Linked DNA regions of Mus musculus: region 1 is linked to region 2. A link is a contact called in public Hi-C data. All regions are on one chromosome and are shown on one strand. The core of a region is the stretch at or near the end of the contact, and the rest is flanking DNA. Distances in the headings are between cores, read along the strand shown. Region 1 overlaps Fry (FRY microtubule binding protein). Region 2 overlaps Fry (FRY microtubule binding protein).

The links. Hi-C and Micro-C count contacts between places; a contact is called where the count stands out from the background.
Region 1: a contact with region 2 is called in a Hi-C map of liver, with 1.6 times the contacts expected there. The contact joins two enhancer-like sites. A contact is called at or near these places in 2 of 15 datasets of contacts at CTCF or cohesin (embryonic stem cells and large pre-B cells), 10 of 484 Hi-C or Micro-C datasets (the C10 cell line, LSK cells, embryonic stem cells and 5 more), 3 of 115 datasets of contacts at active chromatin or transcription factors (embryonic stem cells, forebrain and stem cell-derived neural progenitor cells) and 3 of 9 other capture datasets (adipose tissue, liver and pancreatic islet).

Annotation. Positions count from the first base shown.
Region 1 is chr5:150,433,249-150,439,634 of GRCm38.p6, forward strand. Fry (FRY microtubule binding protein) reads left to right here. Exons shown (of 61, transcript NM_172887.2): 42 at 269-456; 43 at 1,521-1,615; 44 at 3,453-4,084; 45 at 5,463-5,560; 46 at 6,238-6,386. Among named protein-coding and RNA genes, the nearest start is that of Gm36299, 29 kb to the left of the region's middle. Within about 2 kb of position 4,038, at least 22 of the 459 cell types and tissues checked have an H3K27ac peak or open chromatin away from gene starts, as enhancers often do. A contact at or near this core is called in liver, where this site is marked.
Region 2 is chr5:150,266,471-150,273,365 of GRCm38.p6, forward strand. All of the region lies in intron 1 of Fry (FRY microtubule binding protein), which reads left to right. Among named protein-coding and RNA genes, the nearest start is that of Fry, 10 kb to the left of the region's middle. Within about 2 kb of position 4,216, at least 12 of the 459 cell types and tissues checked have an H3K27ac peak or open chromatin away from gene starts, as enhancers often do. A contact at or near this core is called in liver, where this site is marked.

The DNA.
Region 1 (6,386 bases), core at 2,788-5,287, 170 kb after region 2:
AAGTGCTCTTAACCAATGAGCCATCTTTCTAGGGCCTTATATTAGGCACTTGTAGGCACTTTCACGGTGCCTAAGGCCTGGCACATGCTAGGCAAGCAAGCCCTTTATTACTGAGCTAGATCCACACCCTGTTTGTTTCTTAGGCAGAGTCAAATGCAGGGTAGGGGGATGGGGGACTGTTAGCTTGTTCTAACTCTCCTAGTCTCCTCGTGACTTGGGTGCACCAGTGTGAAGTACCAGGGCTTGCCCTTCGTTCTTCTGGCCACAGGTTTCCATCTGGAGCAGCATCTGAGCGAGGTTGCGCTGCAAACTGCTCTTGCAAGCTCTTCCAGGCACTATGCAGGCCGGTCTTTCCAGATCTTCCGGGCCCTCAAACAACCTCTATCAGCGCATGCCCTGTCTGACCTCCTGTCCAGATTGGTGGAGGTGATCGGAGAGCATGGTGATGAGATTCAGGTACGGAAGTGAGTGACCACTTATGTGCCCCTCCGTGACGTCGTAGCACTCCCCGGAAGTCCATAGAAGGTGCTTTAACCCTCAAAACCACAATTAATTAATTAATTAATTAATATTTTAGCAGTTAGCCTGTAGCCTAGTCAACCAAACAGGTTCCAGGACAGTCAGAGAAACACGGCCAGGAGGGATGGGGGTTGGGGGAGGGGAGCAAGGAGAAGCTAATCCTTATTATTTCCAAAAGTCACCCCCAGGGAACTGTTTCTACAAACTCAGCATAGGTGATCACATTTTGTGACAAAGGCATCCTTTCAGTGTGTGTTGTCTGGTGGCAGGAGTGGTGGGTTTTCTATGGTGGATGGCAAGGGGTTGGTTTGTATTGGATGGGGTTGTTTTGTGACATTTGGGTCTTTGTACCCTCTGCTGAGGACTCAGTTACACAGTGTGTCCAGTCAGGGCAGGGATCCGCGCTGTCGTACCTAAACCAAGCTCTGCCCTTCCCTGTCCGGATTATCTCTAAGTTGATCTGGAGACAGGACAGGGACAGAGAGTCATGCTAAAGACCCCGTAGGTGGAGCTCAGAGCCTTGGGGGCTGAGCAGGTTAGACCCAAGGGTACTGCGTGGCTGATAGCTAAGGCCAGCCCTCTGCACACCTGGCTCTCTCCCTTCCGGCCATCAGAAGTTCCAGTCAGTTACACAGGGACACCGATCCCCTGACCTCACCTTGTTTCCTAATCTCTAGCTTCCACACATTGTCCCTCAGTGGCTCTCCCTTCCCTTCAGCAGGGTGCCACTCACCCTGTGCCTGCTCACACACACACCCCACCCCTGCCCTGCTGTGTTTTTAATCCCCTTGAGGTTGCCCAACTTGGGGAAATTAATCCTTATGGTTACTAACTACCTCCTATGCAGTGTAATTCCCCAAGCAAGATTTATAATCCGATCTGAGACTTTGTAAACGAATGCCGCCATGACTATCTGACTTTCAGAAATCGAGAGTTTGCCTGAGGTTAGTTCATCCTCAGGAAGTTAGCAGCTCCGAATGCTGTCTCTGTGTGCTCCACAGGGATATGTGATGGAAGCGCTCCTGACCCTGGAGGCCGCTGTGGATAACTTGTCGGACTGCTTGAAGAACAGTGACCTCTTCACAGTGTTATCTCGGTGAGAATCAGATGACTGGTGTGTGCATATCAGATGTGCATATCAGATATACTGTACTGAGTGTTGGAGAAAGAACAGGTGTAGGTTTTAAAATCTACTTAGGGCCTAAAAAGTGTACTTGATATTTTCTTTTATTAAGAAAAAAATTTTTAGATTAAAATTTTTTAATTAAATTTTTTAATTCAAATTTTAGATTTAAATTTTTTTAGATTTTTAATGTATGAATGTGCATCACCCAAGTGACTGGGAGTTACAGGTTGGTGTGAGCCATGAAGGCAGCTCAGGGAATTGAACCCAGGGCCTCAGCAAGAGCAGTAGTACTCTTAACCCCTGAGCCACCCTTTGTTATTTTCTTAAATTTAAACAAGTAAAGGGGTTGTTATCACAGATACACACATATACTCATTATATGTGTATCTTAAAACATGGTCCCAACACCTAAATGGTAGCTCATAACCATATTTAATTCCAATCCCAGGACATCTATCTGATGCACACATCTAGTTTTTGAAGGCACCAGGAACACATGCAATACACATTCATACATGCAAGCAAAACTCATACATATAAAAATAAAAAATAATTTTAAAAAGAAATTTTCTTTCTCTGCCCTAGCCTGAAACTCACTATGTAGAACAGGCTGACTCAGAGATCTCCATGCCTCTACCTCCTGGGAGGGGTGTGGGGGTGAGTGGTAAAGGCATGAGCTACTACACCTGCCTATTTTATTTTATTGTTTATTTTTTGCTTTGTTTGTTTGTTTGTTTGTTTGTTTGTTTTTTCAAGACATGGTTTCTCTCTGTAGCCCTGGCTGTCCTGGAACTCACTCTGTAGACCAGGCTGCCCTCGAACTCACAGAGATCCACCTGCCTCTGCTTCCCAAGCTCTGGGATTAAAGGTGTGCCCCACCACTGCCAGCATATTTTATTATCTTTAAATTGAACAATTTTTATACATTTAGTGTGATCACTAATACTATATGAACCCGTATCTCTAAATCTGTAAAAGTTTAATAGGTAAAGCTAGGTCTATTGCCTGATACCTCTAATCCTAGCACTGAGGCTGAGGCCAGCCTGGGCTGCACAGAGAGGTTGGGGAAGGAGGGAGGGAGGGAGGGAGGGAGGGAGGGAGGGAGGGAGGGAGGGAGGGAGGGAGGGAGGGAGGGGGAGAGGAGGAGGTAGGGAGGGAGCCAAACAAACTGCTGATAAAGAGTTTGATGTTTTCAGTATGAGTGCAGTTAAAAGAAAGATCTCTGGAAGCTCAGGCCAGTCTGATCAGTATAATAAATTCTGAGTTGTCAAGGATTGCATAGTGAGACCCTGCCTCAGATGTGGGGGGGGGGGGGGGGGGGGCAGGAAAATCAAATTTTCTAAGTGTAAAAATATTTCCTTTGCAGTGTGTACTTACCTTCTTCCTTCTTGACAACATTCTGTTCTAAGTTAAGAGGAGAAAAATTTTGTGTTTGCTTGGTTGCTGGTCTGTCTTATTTTATAATTCTTCCCATCCAAATTCAAACAGAATGCATATGAAAGCTCGCTACATCTCTGGAGTTTTAAGATTTTCCATTATTGAAAGTTTGTATTGGGTGTCTGTTTTTGGAGATTGTTCTTGCTAAGGTTTATTTCCCATAGCCTTAACTTAAAAGCCATTTAAGTAGAAAGTAGATGCCCCGCCCCCGCCCCATCCAAGTACTAACCAGGTCTGGCCCTGCTTAGCCCCAATTAGGGTGGTGGTCTCTAGGGATTCTCCCCCATAGCTGCTTCTCAGAGCACAAGAGCGCCAGCTCTTCAGTGGTACCCACTGGCATTCCGCTGATTTCACTTCTGTTTGTACCTAGTTCTTCATCGCCAGACCTAAGCTCCAGCAGTAAACTGACAGCGAGCAGGAAAAGCACCGGACAGCTGAACGTCAATCCCGGGACTCCTGGCAGCGGCGGAGGCGGCGGCGGCAGCGGCAACACCACGACTGCAGAGCGAAGCCGGCACCAGAGAAGCTTCTCTGTGCCCAAGAAGTTCGGTGTCGTTGACCGATCCTCAGACCCGCCTCGGAGCGCCACCCTGGACAGAATTCAAGCTTGTACCCAACAAGGCCTTTCCTCAAAAACCAGAAGCAATTCCTCCCTGAAGGAGAGCCTCACGGACCCGTCCCACGTAAGCCACCCCACCAACCTGCTGGCCACCATTTTCTGGGTCACGGTGGCCCTGATGGAGTCTGATTTTGAGTTTGAATACCTGATGGCCTTACGGCTCTTGAACCGACTGCTGGCACATATGCCGCTGGAGAAAGCTGAGAACCGAGAAAAGCTGGAGAAACTCCAGGCGCAGCTCAAGTGGGCGGACTTCCCAGGGCTACAGCAGCTGCTCCTGAAGGGATTCACCTCTCTCACCACCACAGACCTGACCCTGCAGCTTTTCAGCTTGCTGACATCAGTGTCCAAAGTCCCCATGGTGGACTCGTCCCAAGCTATTGGTAAGGCCAGCGCCACACTGCCTGTAGACCTGTTGGTGGCTGCATTCAGCTTTAGAGAAACAAGCTAATACCATATGTCTATGTCTACAGTATTAAATACTGGCAATCGAGTAACAGGAACAGCAATTTTGTGTGTGTGTGTGTGTGTGTGTGTGTGTGTGTGTGTGTGTGTGTGTGTGTGTGTATGCGTGTGTGCTCTCGCATGTGTATTCATATATGTGTGTTCATGATTTCGGGTCAAACTGCAAACATTGTCAACTGAGTTCCTTGCTCTTGTAAATTTCTTTCCTAATTCCCAAATCTTGTTTTTCTCTTCCCTTCTCTGTCCTCTTGAAAAGATTGCATTGGCTTTTTATTGTTCTGAATTAAGCAAAATCAACACACCAGCTTTTTAATACCATGGCAAGTGACTAAGAATGCATTTCACTAATTAGGTTTTAACAGCCATGCTGAGCAATAATTTTTTGAAAGGTCTTTGCTGTTGCATGACTAAGGCTTAAATATATTTTTGGCTTTTTTTTTTTTTTTTGGTTTTTGGTTGTTTTTTTGTTTTGTTTTGTTTTGAGACAGGGTTTCTCTGTGTAGCCCTGGCTGTCCTGGAACTCACTTTGTAGACCAGGCTGGCCTCGAACTCAGAAATCCGCCTGCCTCTGCCTCCCAAGTGCTGGGATTAAAGGCGTGCGCCACCACGCCCGGCTATTTGTGTTTGTTTTTTAAGATAGGGTCACTACATAGCTGTGGTTGTCCCAGAACTCACTATGTAGACCAGGCTGGTCTTGAACTCACAGAGATCTGCCTGCCCTTGCCTCCCAAGTTGCTAGAATTAAAGGAGTATGCTACCACATCCAGCTTACATTTTTATTTTTACAGAATCTTAAACGGATGCTTCAGCTCAGGTCAGTCTATGTCAGTAAGATCTGTGTGAGTTCTCCTTGCACACAAACAGGTGACGATCCTATGTTGAAATCTCAAGTGTACTCCAGTGTCTCCTGTAGTCCGTGTCTTTTGGTTGTGTTTTTCATAGATTTCTTTATCAGATCATCTTTACCCTCCTCCACAAAACTGATGGTTTAGCTGACAGAGCTTGCTTAGCTTATACAAAGCCTTAGATTCAATTTTTAGTACCACATACAACCAAGTATGGAGGTACACACCTATAAACCCAGCATTCTAGAAGTGGAGGCAGGCAGGTCAGAACTTCAAGGTCACCCTTAATGATGATTCTGGCCTGTGTGAAACCCTGCCTCAAACAACTCTAACAACCACAAGACCAATTTCACATAGCCTTCGAACAAAATAAAATCAGTATATTCCTTCCCACTGTTAACCAGTCACAGCATAATACTCAGCTATTGCCACTGTGTCTTCTCTCATCCAGGATTTCCGCTGAATGTCTTGTGTCTCCTGCCTCAACTGATCCAGCATTTTGAAAATCCCAATCAGTTCTGTAAGGATATAGCTGAAAGGATCGCTCAGGTATGCCTTAGGACCGTCAGAGAGTCTCCGCGCCAGGTGGAAGTGGCTGGTTTGAAGGAGGCAGTAGTTGTCTCAAAACTTGATATCACTCATAATGGGCATCTCTCGGTAGGCTGTTACAAATTGGCTTTTTAAATTTTGTTTGCATTATTAAGAAAAGCAAGTGGGAGCCGAATGGTGGTACAGTGCACACCGTTGATCCCAGCATTCGGGAGGCAGAGACAGGTGCATCTCTAAGTTCAGGGCCAGTCTGGTCTATAGAGTGAGTTCCAGGGCTACACAAAGAAGACCTATCTCAAAAGAAGAAGGAAGGAAGGAAGGAAGGAAGGAAGGAAGGAAGGAAGGAAGGAAGGAAGGAAGGAAGGAAGGAAGGAAGTGGGGAGGCAGGGAGAGGCAGATGGTAGCTGTTGAGAAGGCTCAGCAGGTAAAGGTGCTTGCTGCCAAGCTTGCCGACCAGAATCCATCCTGGAATCCACATCTAGGCAAAGTTAATGAACACGAAGCAAGTGGAAAGATTTGTGAGGGAAAGTGTGTACTAGTGAATGACTCGATGAAGCATCTCCGTCGCTACCCAAAAGCATATGGGCTCTTCTCCAGACGATCAGGACTTAGAATGTTTGCTAACGTCCCTTCCCGTCCATTGGAAACGCTCTAAATTGGTCTGCTTCTCTTCAAAGGTTTGCTTGGAAGAAAAAAACCCTAAACTTTCCAACCTGGCTCACGTCATGACCCTTTACAAAACACACAGCTACACAAGGGACTGCGCCACATGGGTCAACGTGGTCTGTCGCTACCTTCATGAAGCCTATGCCGACATCACCTTGAA
Region 2 (6,895 bases), core at 2,966-5,465:
GCACACAGGTAACTAACAAGATTACTTCTTTTGTGTTGATTTGTTCCTACTCTGAAAGGTGTATGCAAGTATATTACTTGGCCGGCTCCAGGGCTGGCAGTGTTGCTCAGCAGTACCATGCTTGTCTGGCATTCCTGAGACCCTAGATTTGAGCTCCAGCATGGATACTGATGTTTGTAGATAGATAGTTAGATGATAGTTAGATAGATACATACATACATACATACATACAAACATACATACATACATACATACATACATGCATACATCTCCAGTTAAAGTAAATTGAATTAAATGGATTAAGTGTAAATGTATGTATGCTTTTAACTTCTTTTAGAATGGTTGTTGGCCCACATTACTGATGTTTTCCTGCTAGGTTGTATTTCTGTTTAGAACTAGTAGCAAGCTCCTAATTGTCCTTAGTATTTAGAGGAGGGGATGTTCCCACTACTGGCCCTGGCACTGGGCCCACATAATGCACAGTTATACATTTGGGAAAAATACTCATACAAATAAAATATGTAAATCTTAAAAAAAAGAAAAGAAAAGGAATTGGAATGCCTTTCTGACAGGCAAACAGAAATAGACAATAAAGAGATGTGACCTGAATAATTTCCCACGTTGGGATCAATCCAGAATATTTGAGAAAGTTGCCAGGGTTTAGATACTTCGGATGATAAGAAATACCCTTGAAGAGCCTTCTGTTTCAAGACATTTGAACGCCCGAGACTCATTTACTTTGGGGCACAGTTTAAATGGCAGAGAGGTTACATATGTCCTGAGCATCATATTAGTGGTGTCTACATTTTTCAGCCTTCTGTAATATTCAGTGTTAGCTGGAGCTGCTGAGGAGTGAGGGGCTTTGGTGGGGGGCATTCTGTCCTATCCTCTGTCCAGGTTAACCCTCAGTGGCCTGCCCATCAGCTATGGGCACCTTACCCTTGTTAATATCTCTTAGGAGATATTGATATGGTATCATGAAGATCCATTTTGTAACATTCCAGGCAAGATTTGTATGAATAAATAATAGCCTTAGTTAAATACTTACCTCTGACTAAGACTTTAAAAATGCAGTGTAGAGTTGGAGAGATGGCTCTGTGTTTAAGGGAATTAACTGGCCACACTTTCAGCGGACCTAGGTTCCATTCCCAGCACCTCTTGGTGACTTAACATCTGTAACTGCTGTTACAGGGGATCTGACATCCTCTTCTGGCCTCTATGGGCTCCAGGCACGCAAGTGGTGCATAGACATATATGCAGGCAAAACACTCCTACACAGGAAATAAAAAAATAATTAAAAAATTTTAAACTGCAATGTAAGTTGGTATTTGTCACTTAAGTAGATCAGAGGTAAGTCTGACTTTTAATAAATGTGATAATTTTTCTCTGAATTTATTAGCTTTCTTTCCTGAAGTCTAAAACTTCCTGGGAATGTGGCTGATGTTGTTGGAGCAAGACAGTCCCTAGTTTAACTTCAGTTTTCTCTTCATAGATCCCATTCAGCAGTTTAAATGTATTTATTCTTTTAAAACATATTATTTGTGCTGGAGAGATGAGATGGTTCAGCGATCAAGAACACTAGCTGTTCTTGCAGGGGTCCTGAGTTCAATTCCCAGCAACCATGTGGTAGCTCACGACCATCTGTAATAGGATCCAATAAATTCCTCTGGTGTGTCTGAGGAGAATGACACTGAACTCACATACATAAAATAAACAAATCTTAGAAAGAAAGAAAGAAAGAAAGAAAGAAAGAAAGAAAGGAAGGAAGGAAGAAAGAAAAACATTTACTTTATCCTGGAGTGGTGGCCTATATAAATAAGATAGTGTTTCTCTCTCTTTCTCCCTCCCCTTCCTTTCTCTCTTAGAATTGCTTATTTTTATTCTGTATATATGGGTGTTGGCGTGTGTGTGTGTGTGTGTGTGTGTGTGTGTGTCTATGCCATATGCATGCAGTACTGGAGGAGGCCAGAAGAGGGCACCAGATCACCTGAAACTGGAGTCACAGATGCTTGTGAGCTGCCATGAGGATACTGAGAATTGCACCAGTGTCTGCTGGGAGACTAGCCCATGGCCTTAACCACTGAGCTACCTCTCGAGCCCCATTACTTGGGCTGAAAGGTTGCATCTCTCAGGAAGACCGGAAGAACAATGGGAGTCTCCTTTTCTATAGGAACATCATTTCCTACTTTTCCATACTTGACTGTTCCATAAAGCTTCCCATTGGACCATGAGCTCTTCTTGGGTATTGTAGTGGTTTGAATATGCTTGACCCAGGGAGTGGCTCTATTAGGGGGCATGGCCTTGTTAGAGGGAGTGTGTCACTGTGGGGGTGGGCTTTCAGTCCTTCCTCCTAGTGACAGTCTCTCCTGTTTGTCTTCAGAACAAGATGTAGAACTCTCAGCTCCTCCAGCGCCACGCCTGGCTGGACACTGCCATGCTTCCCGCCATGATAGTATTAGACTGAATCTGTGTTTAAGCCACCCCCAATTAAATGTTGTCCTTTTTAAGAGTTGCCTTGGTCATGGTGTCTCTTCACAGCAATGGAAACACTAAGACGGGTACTACCGCACTGATGTGTCTTGCTGTCTCATAGTGTGAGACATTCATGGCAAACACTATTCAATTCCTCTTTATTAATCATCTACTGTGTACAGACATGCATTATTTCTGGAACATCACGGATGCGGTACACGTGGATTTAGGTATATTCATACAGAAGTCCCTTTGGCTTTTAGAACCCCAGGGAGAGGCGCCCTATGACCCAAAGACAGTGTGGCATGCAGGCCTTGGGGAACATTATTTTGGAGAATGTGTTTGATAGCCTGTTGGTCCTAGCTTTGTATATTTTTACATTCTTCTCTTCAGAGGACATTTGGAAGGAAGCCTGGTGTTTACGGGGCTGGCTTTGTAAGAACATTTTGAAATACTTCTCCTAGCAGGATAGCTAAAGGAGAAGAAATGTACACGTTGGTTTTTTCTTTTAATTTTTAAATTTTTTTGCCTTAGACCATGAAGGAACGCTTGCTTAGATTTTCCTAGGTATAGTAGCCTTCAGATAGGCACTCTTTACACTACAGCAATGGGAAGAGACATGTCGGCTTCCTTTTTTATTGTGCATTTGTGGTTCCTACCCCCTTCTTTTCATTTTTCTTCCTTTGTTTCATTTCATCAGGGTGTTGCTATATAGACCTCACCGACTGGCTTACAACTTACTACATAGACAGTGTTGACCTTGAACTAGTGGCAATTCTCCTGCCTCTGCTTTCTGATTCCTGAAAACATCAAGTTCCACATCCATGTTTCTTATTCTGTGTGGGTGGTGGCATCCTGAGTCCAGTTGGTTCCAAGCTTCTGTGTCCCATCCCTCGTCCCCATCCCCAAAGCTGGTCTTGTCCTCTCAGGTCCCACAGTTCTTTCTCCCAGATCTGGGATCATGGGGTACACACAGCATGCTGCCATGCTTCAGAAAATGTTTGCCCACAGGACAAATTCAAAGGCAGTTAGTTACCTTTTCGTTTTGAGTGGCTCTGCGTCTCTTCGGTGTGTCTTGGGACTTAAAGAGCAGTGTGCACATGTGCACTCATCACCGGGAGACAAAGTAAATTACATATTTCTGTAAGTTAACGTTCATATCCCACCACTCACCTATAATCTTACAATCACGCCCTCTCTCTCTTTCTCGGAGCGCACTAGCACAAGCATTTACAATGTTAGTCACCCATAACTCCAGATGCTAAGCAGGGGAAGTTTATATTCTACCAGCACAACTCTGTAATGAGTCTGATTTGGCTTAATTCCTTTCTACTGTGCTGTCATTTGCTGAGCCGAGGATGGAAGTTTAAGCCAAACCCATACCATTTTGGCGAATGCTTTTCGAGAGGCCGTGAGAGTTTGTTGACGTGTCAATTTAAGGGAGCTGAGATCTTTTTCAGGAAGGCGTCCAGAGCTTCACGAGTGCTTTTTATCAACTTTAATTTGATAAACAACTCGGAAGGCTTCTGTCGTTCTTAATCAATGACAGAGTGTGAAGTAGTTTAGCACAGCTTTGAAAGCCCAGGATTTCTCAGCCACCTCCACAAGAGCCAGTGAGAGTATGGAAATACATGATTAAATCCACATCTGAGAGAGACTTCTTGCCGAAGCATCAGACGCACTAGCCTGACCTCTTAGAGTTTAGTTTCAGACAGGTAAATATGTATTTTGGCAGCCGGTGGAAGGATAGGGTATTAGATTAACTAGCATGTCACTTTAGTAAAATTCCATTTGAACATTGTATTTATGTAGGTGGGGCTTGGTCATCAATAAAATGGTTTGCTGGTTAAGAGATTAATCAATCAAATGATTCTATTTCTGGATAAGTTCTAGTCTTTGAACTCTGTCTGTCTGTCTGTCTTTCTCTCGTGTGTGTGTATGGTTTGTATTTATGATGTGTAGTGTGTGTGTGTGTGTGTGTGTGTGTGTGTGTGAGAGAGAGAGAGAGAGAGAGAGAGAGAGAAATCCCACATGGCTGTTTCTTCTTACTTCCTTATGAAGACAGAGCAAACCTGGCCCTTTTGTCTCCTGCTTTTGAATATGAAGTGGTTTTAATATTCTCACTGAAAAATGGCACTGTGTGCACCTTGCATTTATCAGCTATTCCTGCAACTCTGTGAATGCTAAGCTGCAAGAGGGTTAGTGGTATGGGTGTTGAACTTTACTGATCAAAAGGAGATGGAATCTCAGACCTGCACAGCTTCCTGGCGAGGCCTGCTCTTCTGTAACTGGAATAAGAGAAAAACCCACCCTGCATAGGCCATCAGATTATTTTGTTTATATACATATGTGTGTGTATATGCACGTATTAATATTCCATGTATATATGTACATATGAAATAATATGTGTCAATATAAATACATGCTATGTATATGTCTATAAACAGTGAAGTGACTATTGCCTAACAGTAAATCTGAATGGGTTGTCTCCTCCTTGAGGTGGCAGCAGCCTTGGTTTCTTGGTCTGAAGATGTTTTTCTTCCTTATGACTTGAAATATGGTGAGTAAGAAAATTGCTGGAATTCTAGAGACTTTGAGATATAAACCATGCGGCCCAGCATTTGCTCAGCATTCAGTTTCATAAACCATGGTCAGTATCCAGAAGGCGAGAGGGATGAGTGTATGAGTGTTAAAAGGGTGAAGCACCGTATGCTTTACACCAACAGCAAGTATTCAAAACAATGGAAATGGGGAAAGGGTGTTCTGAGTAAATAGAACCTATGATCCCTGGATTGGAGGCAGCTATGAACCTCTAATAGGAGGCCAACTACGCATGTGTGTGTGTGTGTGTGTGTGTGTGTGTGTGTGTGTGTGTTGTAACAAGTTTACTTCTCAGATTGTATTTTCTGAAGATCAGATTTTTAAAAATAAATCTCCTCTGAGAATGAAGCCTAGAAACTGAATGTCAATATGGTCTTACCCAGAGTACCTTTCTATTTCAGAACCTCTAAAATTAACCTGCTATTTTTTTAATGAGCTTCCTGCATCTTTAACAGCCGCACACTGAGGATATGGGTTTACTGGCCTCATGGTGGGCTCGGTGGCCCCCAGGGCCTTTCTCGCTGTGAACATGCATACGAATGTGCACTCACGACACACATTGGGTCCTTATTTAGTCTTTCTGATTACGGTATACTCATTGCACAGCATTTTCATTTAGGTAGATTATGTACATGGGCATTACCTCCCCCAACCCACCCCCATGCTGGTTAGTGTTTGTCACCCTCACACAATACGAGACCATATTCGAGAAGAAAGACCCCTAGTCAAATAATTGCCTCCGTCGGATTGGCTGGTGGCCATTTTCTTGGTTGCTGATTGATATGCGAGGCCCAGCCCACTGTGGGCGGTGCTAACTTGGCAGTAGGTAGTCTTGGGCTATGTAAGAAAGCAGGTTGAGCAGGTGGTAGAGGAAAGCCCAGTAGGTAGTACTGGTTCCTCCCTGGTCTCTGCTGCAGTTCCTGCCTCCAGGTTCCTGCCCTGGCTTCCCTCGGTGATGGAGTGTAACCTGGAAGCATGAGACGAAATAAACCTTTTCCTCCCCAGGTTGTTTTTGGTCAGTATTACGAGTATGTATATGCATATGCATATGTATATAATGAGAGTCACCCTCATTGCCCTTCCCTGTCCTCTTCCCCTGATCCCCTCCTGTTTCAAAGTAGTCCTTTTTCTACTTTTTGTCATATCATGTCATGCCACATCAGACATATCTGTGATATACATTAACATATGTTAATTCCAGACGGCAGAGATGAGAGGGAGTATGATAACCTGTGTTTCTGTGTCTGGCTTCTTTTTTTTTTTCTTTGAAAAGATGATTACACTTGCAAGGAAATCATGACAAGATGGTGCTGTGGGTCAAACAACAGAGTCATCTTGCCAGACAACCCGAGTTTGATCCCAAGTACCTACAAAAAGAAAAAATAATATTTCGACAGATTGTCCTGGACCTCCATCGGTGGGCCATGTGTGTGTACCTGTGAATGTGAGTGTGCAAAGTCGTTAAAGTGAGAAGCTAGATGTGACGTTCTGATTAACAAATGATCTCAGGCGAAGAGGGAACAGTTCAGGAAGTGTGTGTCCTCTAACAATGGAGGACACAATCAACTATTCTCAGGCGTCCCTCAGACACAGAACAGCAGCCCTCAAACTGGCCCACTGAGCTCACTAATGTCATATTGTCCTGCCAGACAAGGCTTTTGCTATAGGGAGTGACTAAGAGACTGTCATTCCTTGGGCTGGGAGAATAAAAATGTCCCATGGGTCCAAGCGAGACCAGTGAACTACTGACCTTGTTCCTCGATGTCCCTGCCCACATGAGTCTGTGATTGGAATGTGTTTTACATCAAGAGATGACCACCCA